2 separate regions of the Gossypium hirsutum genome follow, and region 2 is linked to region 1. Evidence: chromatin contacts called from public Hi-C data. All regions are on one chromosome and are shown on one strand. The core of a region is the stretch at or near the end of the contact, and the rest is flanking DNA. Distances in the headings are between cores, read along the strand shown. Region 1 has its middle 22 kb from the start of LOC107917600. Region 2 holds the start of LOC107917671 (putative uncharacterized protein DDB_G0287975).

Region 1 (5,870 bases), core at 69-2,568:
AGTAAGCCACTTGTGAATTATGTTGAGGAAAATGAAAAGATTAGTCCCATATTGGTTAGATATCAAGTGTGGAATATGTTTATATATGTGAACCAACTTGGTGATTATTGAATGACTAAACTAATGTTCTCCCTCAATAGAGCTCCTTTAATTCAAACATTAATTTGGGTTTAATGGCTCCATTAGTCAAAATTTTCCATAATCTGCAAGCAAAGATGCACACTGAAGGTGGCCGAATCTGTCTTAAGGAAACTGTGAAAACAAGCTTCAACTACTAGTCCGTTTTTCCTGCCTACCTGTGAGTATAATATTTTGATCCAGTCTTTATTTCTGTTTCTTTTTAGATTTCATATATGTATATATGTATATCTATATTGTTTTCGTTCGATCTTGTGATTTAAATAAATATTTTACATTACTGTTTATTTCATTAACGTGTCTGCAACAGATTCTAAAGCCTTCAAACTATCTTAAAATTGATTTAAGAATTTTATAAAAATGTTTTAAGGTAGAAGTAATTAGAAAACCTCTATCTTTCCTTAACTTGAATGACCCCTGTTTTAACCTAAGAAACTTCAAACACTCGTTTTACGACATAGAAATGTTTCTATAGGTTTTCAAGTATCTAAATGATTTATAATTATGTTTAAAATTTTTTTAAACATTCATGTATGATGCAAACAAGTACTTTAATAATAGAAAGATTTTGGTCAAAATTTGAAATTCTTTCGATAGCACTTATCATCTATACCGTACGTTGAAACGGATGAAGATTGTTACAACCTTACTCCAATGTCCTAGTCACATTGTTGTTGTAACTACGGTTAGACTTCCTTGCGGACTACATTATATAGATGCCGATCCTCGTACTAGCGTCCATGTGATGGGTGCTATAAAGTTATTTTGCCAGCACAGTGTCTTGAGACAACACTCTACATGACGTTATACAATTTAAGATTCAATCAAAGAGTTGGAATCACCCATAGAACTTGTCAGTTATGCTTTGTTTATTCAAAACAAAATAATTCACCCATATTTGATTTCATATTCAGTTTCTCCTCAAACTATATCCTTTTATTTTATTTTTAATGTTAAAGAATAAATATGAAAGTGGTGGAATTATGCTTCTCGGCATTTATTTGTGTTGGGCTCTTGAATCCATTTAAGACCCAAATGCCCAAACTGCGAAACTCTTCCTAAACATAACATAACTCAAAGTTTGTAAAACAAAAACCTCTTTTGGAGAAAAACACAATGTCATTGTTACCCTTCTTTCACATCTACATGCACCTTCTACTCTAGGCCTTGCTCTCTCTATCACTCACTCTAATCCTCACTTTCTTTAAAATCCCTATTTTCTTTCTCACAGGTCTCCACACTTACGTCCACCCTGAAAAAGCAGGCAGCGCCAACAATGCTTCCTTTGGTCTTAGAGCTGCTGCTCGTAGACCTTTCTCTGATTCAGGGTCTCAACTTGATGGTCACCATTATTTGTCATCAATACCCAATGGGGAGCTAAAAAAGAGGAACAAATCTAAAGTCAAGTTCGATTTCGATGAGAACAATGCCCATATTTTTAGGCTGAAACTCGAAGAGGGTCATCCTCAAACAAGGCTCTTTTTCAATGAGTATCGAAATTCTTTCGATTTCTCCTTTCTAGGCATTTCATGTTTGTGTCTTTCCAAGTGTTTAGGTGAGTCTGAGCCGGGTTTTGGGGTTCTCATAAATGGGAACTTAATACCGGTTATTTTTGGATTTATTGGTTTAACCAAAGCGTTTTTGGCACTTACAAAGATATCGTTTGAGAACTCTGCTTCTAAGAGATCAGAGAAGTAATTTAGTGCCATTTTTGGCGTTTTGGGGTTTCTTGTAGGGATTATGATTTGTTCTAGAATTGGACTGCCAGTTTTCGATTTCCATTTCGATTCAGTTGAAGGGTCTTGGAGGATTCTTCTTGCTATTTTGATGGGATTCCTTGCTAGTTTTTTGTATATGCTTGCCGGCAAGAATGCACGATCCTTTTGGCTTGGAACTGATCAACTTAGGTGGAATTTGTCCATAATTTCTTGCGGATGGTTTGCTAGAACGATTTTATATGCCAATTATATGTTAACTTTGTTGACAGCTTTACTTTGGATTAATCCATTAGCTGAAATCCTTGTTAACAAGAATAGTTACAATGGTGGGGTTGCTGACAAATTGGTGGGAAATGTGGGTTTCTCAAAATTGGATTTTACCAAGCTTAGGATTTTGTGCTTATTGCTTTCTGCAGTTTTACAAGTTGTGGCTTTACGTTCAAACCTGTAAATGTTTTTGAATGAAGCAGTTTTGTTTTGGTATCAAAGGTTACATGCCAGTAAGGCCTCAGATTTGGATTTTAGCCGTGCAAAAATTTTATTGCACAACCACTACTTATGCCTTGCAGTTTTGCAATTATTTACTCCACCGATATTGGTACTTGTTTTTCTTGGATTATCTCAGGTTGACACTAACTCATTTGACAAATACAACTTGGTTTGTGGTTTATTGCCTTGTTCTGATTTTATTGAAGAAGCATCCTTATTTATGGCTTGGTGGATTATATTTGTGTGGGTGGTTATTACATCAGCTAGTCTGGTTTTTTATTGCCATGCTACTTTGTATATTTTCTGATAACTCAGTTTGTTTTGCATTAGCCTTTAGAATTTGGCCCTTGGCTTGGAATTTTTGCCTAATTTTGGATAGAGATTGTTTTGCTTGAACCAGATTATTATAGATGTTTTAATACATGGGGCAAGAAAACTGTTTTTGGATGGTGTTTCATTTTTGTTTATTTCATTTACCACTCCTATATTCTTCCCTGTTTAAGGATGTAGTTGGAACTCTTTAGAAGTGTTCAAGTGTAGGATGATGTGAACTACAGTTGAAGCTTTTTCAGTTTCATATCTATCACTAGTAAGAGAGGCATAAATGGCTGCAGGATGCATATCTGGATTTCTGAGCAACTGAGCTACTACCAGGTGATATATTTGTTATCATTGCTCCATATAAATAACTGTTTATAAACCAAGCAATATAATTTCCCAGCACACTATCATCAATGTTTTCCCTCTATACTATCATGTGGAGTGTAAGGACTGTGTATTGCTTTATGATATCTTGACCTGCATTTTGCTCTCATAAGGTACATAATGTTTTCCCATTACATGCTACAAAACTATAATCCTATCATTAAGCTGCCATGTGAAAACATGCTATAATTGATATAAGTTTTTTTACTATTATTTAAGTAGTATGATTTTGGATGAATAGTTTTAGATTATTTAGGGATATTAAAGTGTCTGTTCCTCACTATCTGTCTTCGACTTTTGGAGTACCTTTACATGTCCGTATTTATAGTTTTAAACTCAAAAGCTATACAATTGTTTGCAGTGGCTTTTTACGTTTGATTGACAGACTACTCTTATCATTATCGAGAGGTGTATCCTGCTTGTCTTGTATATATGTAGGAAATGGAATTTGTTGCCATGACCTGTGAGGAGAAACAGAGACCTTTACCTTATTCTCTGCCTCCCTTAAAAGTTGGGCTATTGCTACCTTAGCTTAGTGTTCATGTTTCCGGTCTAAGCTGAATGATGAGCTCTTTAGATGTTCATTCTGTTCTGATTTTGAAAGCTGATGATTAGGTAGTTTGATGTATGACAGATGAGCTTCAAAGGGCAGTCATAATGTATACATTTTAAGATCTTTGAACTCAATGTTAAATCACAATACTTGAGAACTGTTTGTAAGTCATTTTGATGGAAAACATTTGCAGATAGTACAAAGTGTTGGTGATTTTAGGTTTCTTTCAGACCCCGGATTTAGCCGATAATCTGACCATCTATTACTAGTGTCTGTCTTTAGGAACCTTTTGCGCGGTTAGCATCAGAATTTATTGTTATTCCTCAGAGTTAAATGCAACTAGATAGAAAAAAGAAGACTAAAATTAATTTCCATCAATATTTAATCTATACTATCCAGATTTTTCATTTTCTTTTTCAGTCTTCGTATTCCACATATATTTAAGAGGGCGTTTGGTTGGGGGGAATGCATGCGTATTCCCCCTATGCAGCGGGCCCACAACCAAACGGGTGTTTGGTTTTCGCTGTAAAAGGATTACAACCTGAATCGATTACAGCCTATTACCCTCATTGCCTGTAATAGGCATTACGCCCCCTCAGCGCCGATTAGGTATTCCGCCCTCTTTTCATCTTTTGTATTCCATTTTTTGCCCTTATTATCAAGCTTCCAATTTTCCCACGTTTCCTTGCAGAGGTAATTTCTTTTCCCTTCCATCGGTTCTGCCATCGGTTCTTGTTCATCGTTTCTTTTATTTTCTTCATTTTATCAAGAATGAAAAACCGATTTCCAGAGGTATTTTCATTGTTTCCTAAAAATCAATTTCCCTTTTCTTTCCAGAGGTATTTTAGCAGCTTGCACTCTTCCCCGATTTATTTTACAGGTTAGTTTTCCTTTGGCTCAAATCGACAATATTTGTTTTTGTTCTCCTAAACTTTGGGCTTTTCTTGGACTGTTTGTATTGCATGTTCGATTGAAAAAATTGTTCAATCCTTAAGCTAAATAGTTTTATGGGTTGCGTGTTATGTTCTGCTTACATCTCTTAAGCTAATAGTATGTGATGAAATCCATTTTATGGATTGGTTGTCTGTGATAAAGTAAAATTTTTATGGGTTGCTTGTTATGTTTTGCTCCTGATTGCTGTTACGTAATGGCATAATCAGTGGTTCTGTTTCTAATTTAGCGTGATTAAGGATGCTCAGGTTATTTTGTGTTAACTTTGTTGCAACTATGCTGATTACAGTTGAAGCATTTGAAGCATTGAAGCATTTGAAATGGCATAATCAGTAGTTATTTTGTGTTAACTTTGTTGCAACTATCCTAAATACATCTATTGAAGCATTTGAAATGCCCTGAATTTAGACGATAAAGTGAAATTTAGAACGTGATTCTGAAGTATAAAGTGGAAGGCATTTTGTGATTGGGATTAGTTTTCAATTATTTAACTGCATACCAATATATTTAAAAAGCCATGAATTGGAATTTTCCAAAGCAACTTGTATAACCTTATCATATTTTAGTGTGCGATGGTGAAGCTTTAAGAAGGCTCTTAGTTTGTTCTTAATTGCATGTATCATGTGAATACCTACAACACGGAAGCAATGGAGTAGAGTTTGCTAGACAGAGATTAAGACATTTGGATATAAAAAAGAATAAACAAAGTAAAAAAGGGAAGTCAAAGGAAAAAGTTATCTATGTTACTCGGACTAATGTGAGTGTTGGATATAAGTGTGTATTCGACATTGGCATGTTTTACTTTAAAGTTTTCCAATTTATTTGGAGTGCCTTTGGACGGTCATACACCCATACCTTTGTTTGGATATCTGTCCAACATGGGTACTTCAAGAAAAATTAAGACTTGGAGCAACATAGTTGAATGGCTTGTGATTTCAATATATAGATGAGTTGATGTTTTCGAATGTTATCTATTCTCTGCCCCTGTACTCACTTTGCTATATTTGATTTTCCGTTTTTATCCTATTGCTTGTTACTCTTTTTGATCCAATTTTTTAAACAGTAGTAAACTGTTTGATAAGCATGAAAGTGAAACTGTTAGCAGATGATTAATTGGGACGTGGACGCGATGTCCCCCGCGCGTGAACAGTACCCCAACGGTATAAAAATTTGACCGTTGCCCCCACCCCAACGGTAAAAAAAAAACTATAAAACCCACCACCCCTTTTTTTTCCACAAACAAATCCTATCTCGATTTCCTTCCAAAATCCTCTCAATTTCCTTCCAAAATTCTCTAAAACTCTCAATTTCCTTCC
Region 2 (5,813 bases), core at 345-2,844, 97 kb before region 1:
GTATACAAATAAATGTAAAGTATAATAGATTTCAACTTATAAAATTTTATACGCGTTTCATACATAAGTATCTTATTTCTTAAAGGAAGTTATTTATTTTGCTTGCTTTGGTTTAATTATTTATTATTAAATTGTTTCTAAATATCTTTTTTCAAAAATATCTTTATGAGATTGATTATTGATTTATTAGATACTTAATCATTAATGTTGATGTATTATATGTTTGGTTGCTGCATATTCTAAACTTGGTTTGTTATTCATCATCTGCTTTATATATTGCTATTCAAATTATGTTGTTTGCAAAAATTGCATTTCTTTAAAGCATTACAATCGTTTTATTTCAAATTTCTAAAAAGGGCTTGGTGTTTATGAGTTCTCGAGAGAATTGTGCCCTAACTTACTGGGCTTCAATTCTTCTCAATGAATTTATATCATCAAGTATCCATTTTATTAAAACTATACAATTGTTAAAATAAAGCTCTTAAGATTACAAAATGTTGGATCCTAACTTACTGAATGTGGCATTTTGTTGTCTCGATAAAAATAAAGGCAATATTTGAGGTTTAAGAATTTCGAGAAATTGAATCCTAACTCACTGAATTTTGATTTCTCGATTGACTTAAACAATCAAGTAACCTTCTTTAAACTCATGATTTTCATAAAAAAAGAACACATTTAATTTCGAAGATAGAATTGTAACACCCTAACTCACTGGGTGTGATAATTTATTTCTTCGAAATAAGTACGTCTTATCATTCAAGCTAGTTCATCCAAGTTTTCTAATCAAGGACCGTATTTTTAAAATCTTTTCAAAAATTCGAAAATAAAATATTGAACAATCAAATCGGTACCAATTTTGGGCGTTACGAGGGTGCTAACCCTTCCTCGTGCGTAACTGACTCCCGAACCTATTTTCTCAAATCTCGTAGACAAAATTTGTTTTAAGGTGAGCCGATCACACCCTAATAAAATATCAGTGACGACTCCCATTTATTTTAAAAAGTCGATTCCTTTTTTTCAAATTTAAAAATGGTTTCGACAGCCGGCTTTTAGGATCGACAGGAATAGCTGACTAAGACGATTCTGCACGATTGGGGTTCTTCGGTTGGCTTGGGCAGAGGGACTGCATGGGGCTTGCTGGTTCGGCTGCAGTTGGGTTTGGTTGGTTGGCTCCGAGGGGATCTCTCGCTCTGGACACCGTGGGGTTGTCTGCGATTCGCTGCCGCTACCGTTGGTCACCTCCTTCTCCCCACTTTAGCTGATCGGCAAGCTTGGCGTTGCATCTTTCGGCTTTGGCTGCTGCGAACCACGGATTCTGTTGTTGACAGCTCCTTCCAGGGTTTGTTTTGTTTTTCTTTTGGCGGGAAGTTGCTTGAACTGGATTTGTCTTTGTTTGTTTTTGTTTTTTTGTTTTGGGCTTGGCCCAGGTGTATGTTCGTTTTGTTTTGGATTTCTGCTTGTCTTTTTTTGCTTTGTTTTCCCATAAATGACCCAGTTTACATAATTGGAAAAGAATTTTGAGTACAGGGTCCGGCCATATACCCCTGTCAAGCCCATAAAAATTTGGAAAGTTGAATTAAGGGTAAAAAAGGAATTTAGCACTGTCAAAAGCATCCCCCAATGTAAGAGCCGCGCCACTGCGGCGGCCGATTCCCCCAAAATTCAATTTAAATGTTCCCCGTTTCTCTTGAATCAATCAATTATCCAACCGTTTTTGTTTGCAGATAAAGTGGGAAAGAAAAAGAATGCAGATCCAGGTAAAGTGTAGTTGTGGGGCAGAGAAGTGCCCTGAATGGGCAATTATCGAATTGCAAGGCGTGGTTGAAGTGCAGCCTTCTTTCCAGCATTCTCTCCAAAACCTCCAAATCGGACTGCTTTGCCGCCCTTCTTCCCAGGTTTTTTTTTTGCTTTTTCTTTTAGATTATTACACTGATACGCCCCATTACACTTTCATGTTAACTAAATCTGCAGGAGAATTACACTTTCACGGTCGGCTATCATGAATTAACGGGGTCCAAAGTGGCCCTTAAGAAGCCCATGGTGGTTCTCAAGAAAATTAAGTACATGGACGTGGCTACTTCTTCTTCATCATGCGTAGAGCTCGATGTTGTTGGAGTTATTCGCCACAAGATTTTGTTCAAGACCAGGCCCACGGCCTTGATCTCTGGTTAGCTTTACCTAATCATTTCTGAAAATAAATAAATAACTTTTATTCTCCTCTTGAAGTTGCTAACATAGGCAAAACCTTATCAAGCTTGTATATTTCTGATATTTTATTGTTGTTTTGAACAGGACCACAACCCACAGTTAAGGAAAAGATTAATGCGGCAGGTGCCTGATGGTACTTGAATGTTTCTAACTTGCTAAATGCTTGTTTAATTAACTATGTCAGTGGTGCTTGTTGTTTTGAGATGCTTTCTTTTGTTTTTGCCCCCTTGATCTACTCATCGTCTAGGTAGTCATGTTTTGGCTGTGTAATATTAATTAATTGTTTTATATAAATTTTGATGACACTTGTTAAATCTCCATTAATGAAGTCTTAGCACAGTTGGTAAAAGTGGAGGTTTGGGTTTTAAGTATCTAGATTCAAAATTCATTGTATAGGGTATCTGAATCCCACCATGAGTTGTAAGTTTTAGTTCAGTTACTCAGTTTTAATTTAGATTCTTCCAGTTTTTAGTTTGTTTGTGCTGAACTGTAAAAATTTGATTCTAAACTTTGTGATTATTAAGACATATTTGTATTGGTATCCTTGTGACTTCAAAAATTGGCTAAATCTAGTGTGGTATAATTATGTGTCATGCGAGGCTTAGATTTAAACATGATTCTTGAAAAGTTGGTTCCATGGTATTGTTTCTTGATGTGCTCATTCTTTATGCTATGGCATTTAAAGAGATACTTATCTTCTTCCCTCAACAATTTGTTGTTTATCCACTAACAGCATGCAAACCCAGTTCAAGAAGAAGCTATTTGGATGAAGTGACACCATGTGTTTTATGATATAAATAGCATCATGCATCATGGGATACAACTTGTAAGACATTAGTATCATCTGAATTTCACATATTAACATAAAGCATAGCTGGGCAGAGTATGGAAAAAATTTCTGATTCAACTTTCTATTAGTATAAGATCTAAAGGGATATTTGAAGAAGCTACAAAGCAACTCTAACATCAAATCAAATTTACTGGAAATCATATGTATATATATACTTTACTTGTTTGTATACTGGTGTAAAAACAGATTTAATTATTTTATTTATTTCAATTAAATATAAATAAATGTGTTTACTGGGAATCGAATTTTATTTTTCCTTTTTACTATGTAATGATTAGAAATGTAAGATATATATGAATAGATTCATAGTTTGTACACGGTTTAATAACAAAATGTTACTTTTAACATTAACATAACACACTTTAAAACCCAAGTTACTTCAAAATCAACCCTGAATTGAAATAAAAATACAATATTTAAACATATAAATATATAGGATTACCAATGTTTGATGAAAATATATTTAAAATTTTTAGTCTGAAATAAAACATTAAAATATAAATGAAAAATTAGTTATTATATATAGATTATCAAATAAAAAATAATTATGTCTTATTACAACAATCAATTAGTAAGTTAATTTATAAAGCGGCTTTAGTTCTTAATTAGTCACACTATTACTCAAAATAAAAATATTATTTTATTCTTAATTGTGAAAATTATAATTGTTTAATATCAGGATATAACATTTTTAAATTATGAGTTTATACTTCTATTCATAAATTACAGAAAGATAAGTATGTAGTTTGTTCTCTAAACTTATTCAAAAGTATATTGTTGGTACTTGAATTTTTTTTTTTGTGACCTAGTTGATATCTAAATTTGTAACCTGTCACTTAAGTTGTACATTTGCACTAACATTGTTAGTTTATGTTGACGTGACACTGATGACCATCTAATGATAACACGTGATAGTCTTTCAGTATGACATGTGTTGGAGATAAACTAAAAAAATTAAAAATATATAAGTTAATAAAAAATGTAATATAAAAATTGAATCTAGACAAAATAGCTGTCCAGATGCATCTAAATTTGGACAATTATTTGACCAGATTTATTTTAGATGTATTTTTAGTAAGTTTATATATTTTTAAATTTTTTTAAAAATATATATGTTTTTGGGTTATTGTTATTTTTAAAATATATAAAATATAAAAATATCTACCATTAAATATATATATATAAATTTACAATATAATATATATAAATAAAAAATTTTAAATTTATATATATATAAATATATAAAAGAACTAAAAAGCACATCTACAATGAATTTGACTAAATGTTTGTCCGTATGCATTTGAATTTGGACAACTAGGTTATGGAAAAACATTTTTTTAATTTTTTAATTTATATATTTTAAATTTTAAAATATTAATAATAACCTAATATTTTATAAAAAAATTAAAAACACTAAAAGATACATCTAGAATGAATCTGGATAAATGTGTGTCCCGATTTAGATGTATCTTATATGAATGATGGGTGTCGAAACCACCAAATATAATTGTCTACGCTCTAATTGAATTAAATAGTAGTATAGAGTAGTAGGGTCGATCCCTTAGGGATTGAGATTTCTAATTTTCCTATTTATGTGACAAAATTCTCGAGTCTATGAAGCTATCGTGCCCACGACCTATACGTGCAGAGTTGAAAAATAAATAAAGGGGGAGTTTAGTTGATAAAGAAAAAAAACAAGTATAAAATAATAAGAAAATGAAGGTTGCAAAATAAAATTGAGTAATTTAAATTAAATTGGTAAATCGAATATGTGAATGCTTAGCCTTAGCCTTGGTACACTCCGAACTCGAACCGGTCCTTGAAAATGGATTTCCTTCTTATTAACGATAAGTTAGTTATAGCGACCAAGGACGCCCAACCGCCAACTCTTCCTTGTGTAGTTGGTTTCGGTACGACCTGCAAACCAACACTTACTGATTATCTAACCACGTAACACGCGTTCGTGATTTAAGATCTCGACAGCCTTACATGTAACACCCTAAACTCGGCTTAGATGTTATGACCAGATCTGGAGATGTTACCTTAGTTCATTCTTAATTCCAGAAACACTTTTGATAAACCAGATTCTTATTTATTTAAGTAAACCATTCTCCAATATAAAATTGTTAAATATTTATGGTCATATTCTTATAAAATCTTTTAGTTTTGCAATGGAATTCCTTTTCTAATAGGAGTGTTGGAAAACACGATTTGATTTTAGAAATTCGATATTTTGCAGTCAAAGTAGATTTAGTTTTGGAAACGTTCAAATAGTTAAAATGAAAGTAATACCCAAAATTAAAAATAGTCTCCGGAAACGTCCAAAACAATACAAGAAAACCAAAACAATATAAACAAATTTAAAATAATATAAATAACGAAAAGATGTTTAACCGAGCTCATGTCGCACCGACCTGCATAAGTCTTAGGATTACCTAAGGATCAAACAAACAGAGAATGAGCTTTCAAGCTTAGTGTGTAACATATAAATAAATCAACAGATATCATTTCATACATGTTTCAGATTTCAATCAGGCAAATCTCTTAAAGAAAAACAGTATCAAAACATATCAGAAGCAGATTTACAATCCTACCCCCATCCGATACACACCATCTTCGATTATCCCAACACACTATATAGGGTATTAAATACCCATCCAGTCCCACACACTGCTTAGTGCATGACACTTTTCAAAATATTTGCAACTTAGCTGCCAGATCATTAGGCGATTTATCGCCAAATACATATATACGT

The links. Hi-C and Micro-C count contacts between places; a contact is called where the count stands out from the background.
Region 2: a Hi-C map of leaf shows a contact between it and region 1, with 2.9 times the contacts expected there. The contact joins the promoter of LOC107917671 here to the enhancer-like site in region 1. A contact is called at or near these places in 2 of 34 Hi-C or Micro-C datasets (anther and leaf).

The regions. Positions count from the first base shown.
Region 1 is chrD08:35,953,464-35,959,333 of Gossypium_hirsutum_v2.1, reverse strand. It overlaps the pseudogene LOC107908718. Among protein-coding and RNA genes, the nearest start is that of LOC107917600, 22 kb to the right of the region's middle. Within about 2 kb of position 1,318, at least 7 of the 9 cell types and tissues checked have an H3K27ac peak or open chromatin away from gene starts, as enhancers often do. A contact at or near this core is called in leaf, where this site is marked.
Region 2 is chrD08:36,050,429-36,056,241 of Gossypium_hirsutum_v2.1, reverse strand. LOC107917671 (putative uncharacterized protein DDB_G0287975) reads left to right here and starts at 1,594. Exons shown (of 4, transcript XM_016846973.2): 1 at 1,594-1,895; 2 at 1,972-2,167; 3 at 2,293-2,341; 4 at 2,942-3,295. The coding sequence starts at 1,746. The coding sequence ends at 2,339.